2 separate regions of the Callithrix jacchus genome follow, and region 1 is linked to region 2. Evidence: chromatin contacts called from public Hi-C data. All regions are on one chromosome and are shown on one strand. The core of a region is the stretch at or near the end of the contact, and the rest is flanking DNA. Distances in the headings are between cores, read along the strand shown. Region 1 has its middle 44 kb from the start of MUC22. Region 2 holds the start of VARS2 (valyl-tRNA synthetase 2, mitochondrial).

What was found. Hi-C and Micro-C count contacts between places; a contact is called where the count stands out from the background.
Region 1: a Hi-C map of induced pluripotent stem cells shows a contact between it and region 2, with 2.9 times the contacts expected there. The contact joins the enhancer-like site here to the promoter of VARS2 in region 2. A contact is called at or near these places in 2 of 3 Hi-C or Micro-C datasets (induced pluripotent stem cells and skeletal muscle).

What each region holds. Positions count from the first base shown.
Region 1 is chr4:35,882,283-35,888,222 of calJac240_pri, forward strand. No RefSeq gene overlaps it. Among named protein-coding and RNA genes, the nearest start is that of MUC22, 44 kb to the left of the region's middle. Within about 2 kb of position 3,984, at least 2 of the 16 cell types and tissues checked have an H3K27ac peak or open chromatin away from gene starts, as enhancers often do.
Region 2 is chr4:35,706,886-35,712,421 of calJac240_pri, forward strand. It overlaps VARS2 (valyl-tRNA synthetase 2, mitochondrial), which reads left to right and starts at 2,771. Exons shown (of 29, transcript XR_013533899.1): 1 at 2,771-2,855; 2 at 3,305-3,537; 3 at 3,659-3,740; 4 at 3,857-3,957; 5 at 4,247-4,368; 6 at 4,482-4,548; 7 at 4,643-4,740; 8 at 5,330-5,411. It overlaps GTF2H4 (general transcription factor IIH subunit 4), which reads left to right. Exons shown (of 12, transcript XM_078368551.1): 7 at 1-11; 8 at 552-684; 9 at 853-983; 10 at 1,631-1,678; 11 at 1,835-1,913; 12 at 2,316-2,613. The coding sequence ends at 2,488.

The sequences.
Region 1 (5,940 bases), core at 2,734-5,233, 180 kb after region 2:
AACCCCGTCTCTACTAAAAATACAAAATTAGCCTGTAATCCAATACTCAGGAGGCTGAGGCAGGAGAATTGCTTGAACCTGGGAGGCAGAGGTTGGGGTGAGCCAAGATTGAGCCATTGCACTCCAGCCTGGCAACAAGAGTGAAACTCCATCTCAAAAAAAAAAAAAAAAGAATATGGGAATATGGGAGCTACACATAGTGCAGAGTGGAAGAATGACAAAATGATCTCCCTTTTCTGCCCCCATGGAGGCAGCAAGTGGCCAAGGAAGAATTTTGTGATTAGAAATACTGGCATTAATATCAGTTTATTACAGGGAAAAAGACTGACAGAAGAGTCTCTTAGTTCATACACAGGCAGGAAAAGTCCAATGTGTCTCTATAAAATCCTCCAGCCAGGCACAGTGGCTCATGCCTGTAATTCCAGCACTTTCGGAGGCCTAGGCAGACGGATCACCTGAGGAGACGGATCAGGAGTTCAAAACCAGCCTGACTAACATGGTGAAACCCTGTCTCTACCAAAAATACAAAAATTAGCCAGGCATAGTGGTGGGCGCCTGTAATCCCAGTTATTCAGGAGGCTGAGGCAGGAGAATCACTTAAACCCGGGAGGAGGAGGATGCAGTGAGCCGAGATCCCACCATTGCACTCCAGCCTGAGCAACAGAGTGAGACTCCGTCTCAAAAACAAAATAAATAAATCCTCCTCCTGCAGTTCAGGCTGGGGTTTGGGAATGGGCATTCATCAAAGGGCATTGGCAAGCACAAGGAATTCCAGAGTCTGCCTTGGTCTTCAAGGGGGCGGAACTTTTGGTCTCACTACATGCTAGGTTTGTGCAATAAACAAAGGAATTGCTAGAGCTACAAATTCTAGCTGAGAAGTCTGTGTACTTGAGTTTCTGCACCTCAAGGACAACGTTGAGCAATTGAAGAGACCATGAAATCTCTGTAAAGAGCATAGCTCCTGTAACTCTTAACCTAGAAACTTCAGCATGCAAAAGCATGCATGCAAAAATGCTAGTATATCAAAAGCTTTGCTTTTATTTCAATCAAGTTAATTTCTGGCCAGGCAGGGTGACACATCTGTAATCCCAGAACTTTGGCAGACCGAGGTGGGAGGATCTACACCAGCCTTGGCAACATAGTGAGACTTTGTCTCTACTAAAAATAAAAAAAGTTAGCTGAATGTGGTGGCGCATGCCTGTAGTTTCAGATACTTGGGATGCTGAGGCAAGAGGCTCGCTTGAGCCCAGGAGGTGGAGGCTGCAGTGAGCAAAGATTATGCCACTGTACTCCAGCCTGGGTGACAGAGAAAGATCCTGTCTCAGACAAAAAAAAAAAAAAAAAAAAAAAGGAAAGGAGGCTGGACGCAGTGGCTCATGCCTGTAATTCCAACACTTTGGGAGGCTGAGGCAGGAGGATTGCTCGAGGCCTGGTGGTCAAGAACCGTCTGGAGAACATAGTAAGATCTCATCTCTACAAAAAAACAAAAAATAAGCTGGGCATGGTAGTGTATGTCTGTAGTTCCAGCTACTTGGGAGGCTGAGGTGAGCGGATTGCTTGAGCCCAGGAGGTCAAGGCTGCAGTGAGCTGTGATCACACCACTGCCCTCCTCCTGTCTCAAAAAGAAAAATAAAAGAGAGAACATGTTAATTTCTGCTCCTGTCAGTTTAGAGGCAAATTCAATCTCAGTCTTGTTTGCTGTTTCCCAAAGATCCCAGAGTTGTACATAGAATGGAGGCATAAGGGACATGCTTAAAGTCAATAGCAACCGGCCTGTACTAATTGTTCCCAAGACACCCACGTCCCTTTGTGGCAGCAGTTCCGCCAGAGGCACAGGGGCTTTGCCGAGTCAGCCTCCCTCAACTTGCCATGTAGCCTTCTCTAGAATGAGGCCACACTTTCAGGGTGCTACCGGGAAGGACAGTATGGTTTTAGCATTTGAGGACCCAGAAAGATATGCATGAGGATCTGATCTCTGGAGAGTATTGAAGGTAGAAAAGACAAGGAGAAGATGCTGCAGAAACACCCAGAAGGAAAAGGAGAAAAAAAAGAAGCCTCAATGAATAAGCGAAATACCTTTGTAACCACTCCTGGGACCCTGAACTACAAGATTTGGTAGTTGACTCCTAAATCATAATATACTAATACTCAGATGACACTTGTAAGTTGTCACACGTATCTGTGCATTCCATGCCTTTGGTAAATGCATACAGTTCATTCCATCAGCCCCACTCAGCTAATCCTCCTTTTCTCTTTATAAAGCCTGGTGTTTAAAGGATCTCTTCAGGTGTCATCAAGGAGTCATACCAGGTCCAGCTAACCCAACTTGCACATGTCCAGATTGAGGACAACAGGCAAACAAGCACACCCCTCTGGAACTGTGTCTGAACAGGATTTATGCCTTTTGGGGATGTGTCACCTCTCATGAAAATGTCTGCGAATGCACATTCTGGTCCAGTCCCGTCTTTTTTTTTTTTCAGACGGAGTTTCACTCTTGTTACCCAGGCTGCAGTGCAATAGCGTGATCTCGGCTCACCGCAACCTCCGTCTCCTGAGTTCAGGCAATTCTCCTGCCTCAGCCTCCTGAGTAGCTGGGATTACAGGCACGTGCCACCATGCCCAGCTAATTTTTTGTATTTTTAGTAGAGACGGGGTTTCACCATGTTGACCAGGATGGGTCTTGATCTCTTGACCTCGTGATCCACCCGCCTCGCCCTCCCAAAGTGGAGGGATTACAGGCTTGAGCCACCGCGCCCAGTCAACATCTCCATTTTACAGGAATCACTTGAACCTGGGAGGTGAAGGTTGCAGTGAACTAAGATCGTGCCACTGCGCTCCAGCCTGGGTGACAGAGTGAGACGCTCTCTCAAAAAAAAATTAAATTGAAAATAAAAATAAAATGGAGATGTCCACTGGATGCAGTGGTTCAGGCCTGTAATCCCAGCAACTTTGGAGGACGAGGTGGGAGGATTGCCCAAAGCTAGGAGTTAGAGACCTGCCTGGACAACATCCTGAGACACTGCCTTAAAAAACGTCAAGAAACTTTTAAAAATGGGAATGTGTCTTACAGCGATAGCACATCGTGAACCAGTCAGTAGCACTCTTTTCTCCTTAGTGGGCATAAGTAATGGTGCATTTTGTATTCAATGCTATCTTAGATTGGATGAAATACATATTTTGAGCCGGGCGTTGTGTCTCACGCCTGCAATCCAAGCACTTTGGAGGCCAAGGTGGGTGGATCACCTGAGGTCGGGAGTTCAAGACCAGCTTGACCAACGTGGTGAAACCCCATCTTAAAAAAAAATAACAAACAAAAAAAAAATACACATTTTGAAATAAATGAATAAATGCATTCTTTCTTTTGGCACTATTTCTTCTGTTTTGGTCTTATTTGTAAACCAAGGAAATTATGATTTATTTAATAACTGCCTAATATGTGCTGGGAGTTCCTTTGGGAACAGAGACAGCAGACTGACAGAAGTGAATGATGTAGTTCTTCCCCTCAAGGACAAGAAAACCAGCAATTACAGTGCGACATGCTAAGTGCTATAATAAAGGAATGCTTTTGGGGCAGAGCCCAGAGAAGGGACGTCATTCAGCCTGTGCAGATCCTGGAAAGCTTCCCAAGGGATGGGGTAACTGACCTGAGACTTATGACACAGCTGTGGGGCACTTTGTGCTGCTGTCACATATGTGGTTTCTTTTGATCTTCACACCACCTCTGAGATAGGAAAACTATCCTGTCTTAGAAATGAAAGACTGACGTTCAGAGCTGTTAAATAAATTGTCCCCAAACTTCCTAAATGGTAAGTGGCGGGGTGGGGGTAGCGGGGAGTTAAACTCAGGTTTCCTGGCTCCAGGATCACTCACTTTTTATCTCATTTGGGCCGAATCTCAAGTGATGCACTGCTCTGCACTTTCATTACAAAAAGCATTCGCAGGCATGAACACTTTCGTCTTTCAGTCTTCTCTTCTTTAGGCTTGCAACAGCAGGCTCTCGCATCTTTCCTTCAATCTGTACTGTGTTTTGAGCCAAGCAAGAAAAACCAGACACAGTCCCTATTCTTGGGGAGCCCCCAGCCTGAAAACAAGTTGCAGATACACAGAAAAAACATCGTCATGTATGCGACAGATGGTAGGGAACGTGTCATCAATTTTGACATTTAGGGCATTTATTTGCTTTCACTTGTGAGTTCTATTTTTTAAAATATTTGCGACTTCTCAGGCCTCACCCTTGAAAGAATTTGAAGACTGAACACAGCAGGGATGTTTTATTTTCAACTCAGGACCTCACCCAGAGTGTTTTAGGCAGCAGCCCTGAACCAAGTTGGCTTCGAGGTATTCGTGAGTTTCTATATCCTGAAGACTTTTTCAGCTTCTACCTTCCACCCATGAGAGGAGGAGGTGGCACGGATGATTCCTTTAATCATCCATCATGTCTTTCCAAGGACATATAAGCCTATACGTGGCTCTGAGGACACAGTGGGGAGCCAAGTAAATAGTTTTTGCCTTCAGGATGCCTGGCAGAAGCGAATGAATATTGCTGTCATGTACATGCAAATGTTGTGAAATGCTTTCATGTTCCACACCTTCTTTGGAGACCTTTAAGAAATTCATGGAGCTTTCAGCAGTGATATTTACCACCAGCAACGTAGTCAAATGTAATCAGGCAAAATGAGCTACTGATGCACCGCGGAGCAGAGGAATTTTCTCTAGCACGACACCACAACCAACCCATTCTTTCGTTTGGATTAGTATTCACTACTTGCACTTAGTTGCTTGCAGTGGACACCCAATTTGGGAATTGAGCTGAGGCATAATGCAGTATTGTATACTGGAACACGGAGGCTGCAAATATTTTTAAAAAGCAGAACTCACTAGTAAAGTCAAACACCATGAAGTCACAATTGATGAAAACTGCCCATTAGAAAAATCTAGGTATGATAACATTGTTACATTGACAAGGATGAAGATTGGATTATAATATATATTCAGCATGCAAAAACGGATACTGAGGGGAAATGCCGCCAGTTAAAGCAACTATGGAAACAATATCCATAGCAACAAATAGACTTGTCAAGAGAGGCCCCAGGACTGCCTGTGGTACGCCTCCTAGTGGCAATGACCGGGTAGTGGCCCTCTGCGAGATGGGCGCCTCTCTGGAATGGAGTGCCACTTCTGAGGGCCTGGAGAAGTTGACTTGTGTTGCATCCCACGGGGTCACCCCACCTCCTCCTTTCCATGCACTCACTGGCATGAGACACAGCATATGTCCACAAACAACTGCCATTCCTCATTGCATGTAAGGCTCCGCTGCTGGAAAACGTACCATTATTTCATGCATCACTAAGAGAGAAGCACAGCAAATTAAACTATGACACGCCATGGATTGCAAGATGCATCCCTATTCAAGAGATGATAGATATGAAAAAAATATATGTGTCTTATAATCTTCAAAATACAAATGACTTTCAGCTGGGTGCAGTGGCTCATGCCTGTAACCCAGCACCTTGGGAGGCCAAGGCAAGTGGATTGCTGGAGCTCAGGAGTTCAAGACCATCCTGGGCAACATAGCGAGACCCTGTCTCTATTTAAAAAAATAATAATATATATATACATATGTATACATATATATGTATATACACACACATATATTTGTAAATGGCTTTCAGTGATTCACTTAACATTTCCAGATGCTTGTTCCCTCACTTATGAACTAAACAACTAAAGCATTAATGAATTAATTCACTCATTCTACTCACATTTATTAAGTGCTGATTACTGGACAAGCACACTGGTGTCAACACTGAAGATACAGCAGTGAGCTGGTGTCCTGCCTTTAGGGACATTTTGCTACAGTGACTTTGTTTCTGCTTATCTTTGTCACACAGAATCTGTGAGTCAGTGATCCTGTGACTCTAAGTGAGTTACAGAGTGAAA
Region 2 (5,536 bases), core at 1,521-4,020:
TCCAGAGGAAGGTATGAGTGCCTAAATAAGTGGCTTCCAGGGAAGAAACAGGGTGGTGTGTTGCCTTTGCCGTTAAAAAGAGTGGGGTCGGCCGGGCGTGGTGTAAGCCTGTAATCCCAGCACTTTGGGAGGCTGAGGCGGGCGGATCACGAGGTCGAGAGATTAAGACCATTCTGGCCAACATGGTGAAACCCCGTCTCTATTAAAAATACAAAAAATTTAGCCGGGCATGGTGGCATGAGCCTGTGGTCCCAGCTACTCGGGAGGCTGAGGCGGAAGAATCGTTTGAACCCAGGAGGCGGAGGTTGCAGTGAGCCAAGATTGTGCCACTGCACTCCAGACTGGTGACAGAGCAAGACTCCATCTCAAAAAAAAAAAAAAAAAAAAAGAGTGGACTCTTGGGAAAGTAGCAGGACTGAATACGTGGGTCTCTCGGGGGAGAGAAGTTGGGGGTTGAGGTTCTGCGTCTTGGGAGGGGTCTGATATTTCAGGCAGGAAGATGTAAGGCAGTGACTTCTGAGACAAGGCATCTGCCTTTCTATCCTTTCCAGAGGAAATCTCGGCGTTACTACCCCACACGCCTGGCCATCAATCTCTCATCAGGTGTCTCTGGAGCTGGGGGCACTGTGCATCAGCCAGGCTTCATTGTTGTGGAAACCAATTACCGACTGTATGCCTACACGGGTGAGGCGGGACAGAGGGCCCCTGGGCGAGCAGGTTGGGGGTGAGGAATGCCAGTTTATGTTCACATTTATCTGGCAGTTTACATACAGAGCTGACACTTGAAAGAACGGTTTGAGGGAGTCTGGGTGTGGGGGTGGCCTCCTCATCCTCTTTCTATCCCTGGCTCAGAGTCGGAGCTGCAGATTGCTCTCATTGCCCTCTTCTCTGAGATGCTCTATCGGTTCCCCAATATGGTGGTGGCGCAGGTGACCCGGGAGAGTGTGCAGCAGGCAATCGCCAGTGGCATCACAGCCCAGCAGGTATTCCTACTTGGGAGAGGTAGAGCAGGAAGACAGGCTGCACTTGGGCTATGGGGTACAGGTCACATTATGGAAGGCTAGCCCTGAGTCTGTTATAATAGGTGGTGGTGAGTTGTCTGTCTTTGAAGAGAAATCAAGGCTTTGGGTGTGAGAATAGGCAGACCCTTGATGGGGAAGAAATGGAAGGCGGAGGTATAGCTCTGGATTTGTGCCGTGGCACCACCATATCCTAACTGCTTACACTAGACCTAGTTGCTTTGCCTCTGTGAGCCTGTTTCTTCATCTAGTAAGTAACAGTTCTCACCTCAGGGCTGTTGGGATAATTCATTGAAAGAATCTGGGTAAAGCATTGAGCTCAGCGCCTGCCATGCAATAAGTGCTAAAAAAAAAAATAGTAGCTGTTGCTATTTTAAAGAAAGAAAAGCAAAACATTACTGGAAAGGGCAAATGTGCCAGAGAAGGAATAGCAGACGTGACCACTGGGAGCAGCAACTTGGGATAACAGCTGAACTGGGATGGGTGGAGTTGATGACAGCGGTTAGGAGTTTTTAGAGTAAGCTGATGTTCCAGTGACATTAGGTGACAGCTCAGATGGCTTTCGTGTCCTCTTGCTGGAGCCCTCATGCCATTCTTGTCTGTTTTCCTAGATAATCCATTTCCTAAGGACAAGGGCCCATCCAGTGATGCTCAAACAGGTACAGGCAGGCTTCAAGATGTCAGAGGCTGGCAGCTGGTGATGAGACAGATGATGGAAAAGAAAAACGGGCATCCAAATCTGGGGAAGGAGCGGAGGGCCAGGTAGTCTGGGGCAGTATTCCTGAGTCCCTACAGCCAACTCTTGCTCCTTGCAGACACCTGTGCTCCCCCCCACCATCACGGACCAGATCCGGCTCTGGGAGCTGGAAAGGGACAGACTCCGGTTCACCGAGGGTGAGTCGCTTTTGGTGGCCAAGGCTTGGTCATTGGTCAGAGGATGGGCAGGCAATTCAGTGTTGATAAGCTGTAAAAGCGTTACATGCATTTTAATTTTTACTTCATGAAATAGGAGAAAAAAGGTGGCAAGAGAGTTTTTTGTTTTGGGGTGAGTCCCTAGGGGAGGGAATAATTCACAGTAATTTCTATTGGGCCTTTATGAATATGACCGATCACACTGGTATTAAGATAAACCCCTGAGCAGACAAGCATAGATCATTAGTTTCTAGAACTGCAGTGGGGGAAAGCCCAGACCACTCTCCAGGGCTGCCACGAAGGAGCTGGGGGGATTTCCAGCAGGAGCTCCGAACCTCACTTTCTCATCTTCTCCCGACGCCCCTCCCGTTCTGCCGACCCCAGGCGTCCTGTATAACCAGTTCCTGTCGCAAGTGGACTTTGAGCTGCTGCTGGCCCACGCGCGCGAGTTGGGCGTGCTGGTGTTCGAGAACTCGGCCAAGAGGCTCATGGTGGTGACCCCAGCCGGGCACAGCGACGTCAAGCGCTTTTGGAAGCGGCAGAAACACAGCTCCTGAGAGGGCAGGACTAGGACCCGGACGGACCTCGGCAGGCGGGACCGGGCGGGGCGGGGCTTCAGAACTCAGGTGTTTTTTATTTACGCGTCGGGACTTTTCTTGTCTAATAAAGTTGTGATAGTGAACAGTGCGGTCCCAGGCGCCTCCCTGTGGGGTCTGCCTTCGCTGCGAACGCCGTCCTCTGCGTTTACTGCCGTTGGACCGGGAGGGAGAGGGTGAGGCCGAAGCAAGCTGCTGCGCATGCGTCGGCCTGAGCCCCGCCCCCATGCGCCGCGCGGCTCCGCGGCCAAGTTCCAGGGTCCGGGGTAGGTGGAGTCCCCAGTCCCTGCAGCCGCGGGGCGCCCTGGGATAGCGGCGGGATCTCGCGGTGAGCGCATGCTGGGGCGTTCTCTGAGAAGTGGGAAGCGCTGCGGAGCCTGGGTCAACGCGTTGGTATAGGCGGGAAGGCCAGGCCGCGCCGAGCTGTGGGCGCTGCAGGAGGCCCCTGGGCTGGCGGAGATCGTAGCGGCCCTGCCAGGACTCCTTGCTTGCTCCTGGGAGCGCTGATGGCCATCATCTCCCTGAATTTCTGTGCCCTCCCCTCACATGTGTCAGTGGTTACGGCCAAGTTTAGACACTCCGGCCGTGCTCCGGAAGAGCCCTGGTCTCCGTGGCTCCACGACACTGTCTGTCGACACTATGCCACTCTAGCCCTCCAGGAGGAAACGTGGTGTGGGAGGGATTAACAGACCCGTGCTGATCAGAGCCGGGAAAGATGGAACAAGGAGAGTGAGCCTCCTGCACCCCCGTATCCTAATGTGCTCTCTCTCTATCCAGAACAGATCTCAGCCCCTTTCCAAATACTCCTGATGCCTCATTTGTCTCTATCCTCTTTTCGACCACCTATTTTGGGGCTGAGGCCCTCATGGGGCCTCCCCAGGTTCCATCCCGTTTCTACACAGTCGGAACCCCATGGATCTCCCATCTCCCGGAGGAACCGTGAAGCCAAACAGAAGCGCTTGCGAGAGAAGCAGGCGACTCTAGAGGCTGGGATAGCAGGGGAGAGCAAGGTTAGGGGTCAGACAGCTAGTTCTTGGGTTTCTGAGATTTGGGAGGGGCTGGACGAGATGCGCTGAAATGCAGATGTCTGGGGTATACTGGATCCCAGCCTCTTCTGCTTTTTCTCCTCAGTCGCCTGCAGAATCCATTAAGGCCTGGAGTCCTAAGGAGGTAGTATTGTATGAAATCCCTACGAAACCCGGTGAAAAGAAAGGTAAGTAGAATAAGTAAAAAGGTCTTTTCTTTCCCATTTGTGTTACCCATTTGGCCCGCCGAAATGCAGCTTGGGAACATGTTCAGTGGTTAGTGGAGCTCTCCTTACCTCCACAGATGTCTCGGGGCCCCTGCCTCCTGCATACAGCCCCCGATATGTTGAGGCTGCCTGGTACCCGTGGTGGGTACGAGAGGGCTTCTTCAAACCAGAATATCAGGTTCGTATCTGGTGGGGAGAGGTCCTAAATGTTCTTCAGGACAGAGTGGCCCTTGAATACAACTGGAACCTCAGAGTTGAGCTGACATTGTAGACTTTGCCTTCTTTCTGGCCCTGGTGTCTCCAAAGATTTCTCTTGGCAGGTTCCCCCTGGGCGATTCCCTCCTCTCCACCCTCCTGTTATTTGCAGGACAGTTCTTCCCTGAAGTTTTTTTGTTTTGGAGACAGCAGAGGGTGCTGTTTCCTCAATCCAATTCTCTCTTGCCCTTTGACATTTTTTCTTCCTCTAGGCCCAGCTGCCCCAAGCTACAGGGGAGACCTTTTCCATGTGTATCCCACCTCCCAATGTCACTGGCTCCTTGCACATCGGCCACGCACTCACGGTGGCCATACAGGATGCCCTCGTGCGCTGGTGAGAGGGGAGTGGAGGCTGCTTGAGTTCTTGGAAGGGAAGTAGGAAGGGTAGGAATGAGTGAGGATAAACATTTAAGCACAGGTGCTCACGGGAGGGCATTTCTGTTGCAGGCATCGAATGCGTGGGGATCAAGTGCTGTGGGTCCCTGGTTCCGATCACGCGGGAATCGCTACACAAGTATGTCTTTTGTTATATGTTCCTTTTCTTGGGTGAAAGCAGTTTCTTCCCTGAAACCAACCTGACTGTTCATTTCCCCTGAATCCAACTGCAGGCTGTAGTAGAAAAACAACTGTGGAAGGAACGGGGAGTGAGGAGACATGAGCTGAGCCAGGAGGACTTCCTTAGGGAAGTGTGGCAGTGGAAGGAGGCGTGAGTATGATGGGCAGGGGTAGGGGGGCCCAGATGGCAGATTTGAGTTCTTATGTCCCACCACTATCACTCCTGACTTGTAGTCCCAACACAGAGATGGAAGCTCTGGAGCCCCTTAATGTTTGGTGGCGTTTCCAAGCCATTTGTGTGTGTGTGTCTGTGTGTATATTATATATGTATTTGAATGTTCGTGTGTTTGTGCATTTTTTCTTTCTCTCTACTTACCCCACTTTCTCTTGTGTAAATCTCAACTTCTTCCACTCACCCATTCCTACGTTCCAATTGTCATGGAATTACCCTCATTCTTCCAGGTCTGTTATCTCATGTTATCTTCTCTGTGAAGCATCCTTGGATATCACACAATGTGGCTGGCCCTCCTCTCTCCCTATAGAACCTTTTGCCTCTTTAAATATCTTAGAAAACCCCATACTGGGTTTGTGAGTCTGTTTCTATTAGCCTGTAGAGGCTGGATCAATGCCATCCTCATTTGATCTTCATCCAGCACCTGGCATTGCTGGGGGCATTGCTGGGCCTGGTATATGGGAAGTGCTTGGGAAGCATTTGCTGACAAGGATCTCTCTGGGCACAGGAAAGGTGGAGAGATCTATGAGCAGCTGCAAGCTCTGGGTGCCTCCCTGGACTGGGATCGAGAGTGTTTTACCATGGATGCTGTGAGTGTTTCTGTGCCTTGGTCCCTGTGAGTGTTGGAGGATGTTTAGAAATCTCTGTGGGGCAGGGAGGTGGCAATGCCTGGGTCCCTAAATAGGGTGATGGGCTGAGCAACCGCTGTTAGAGG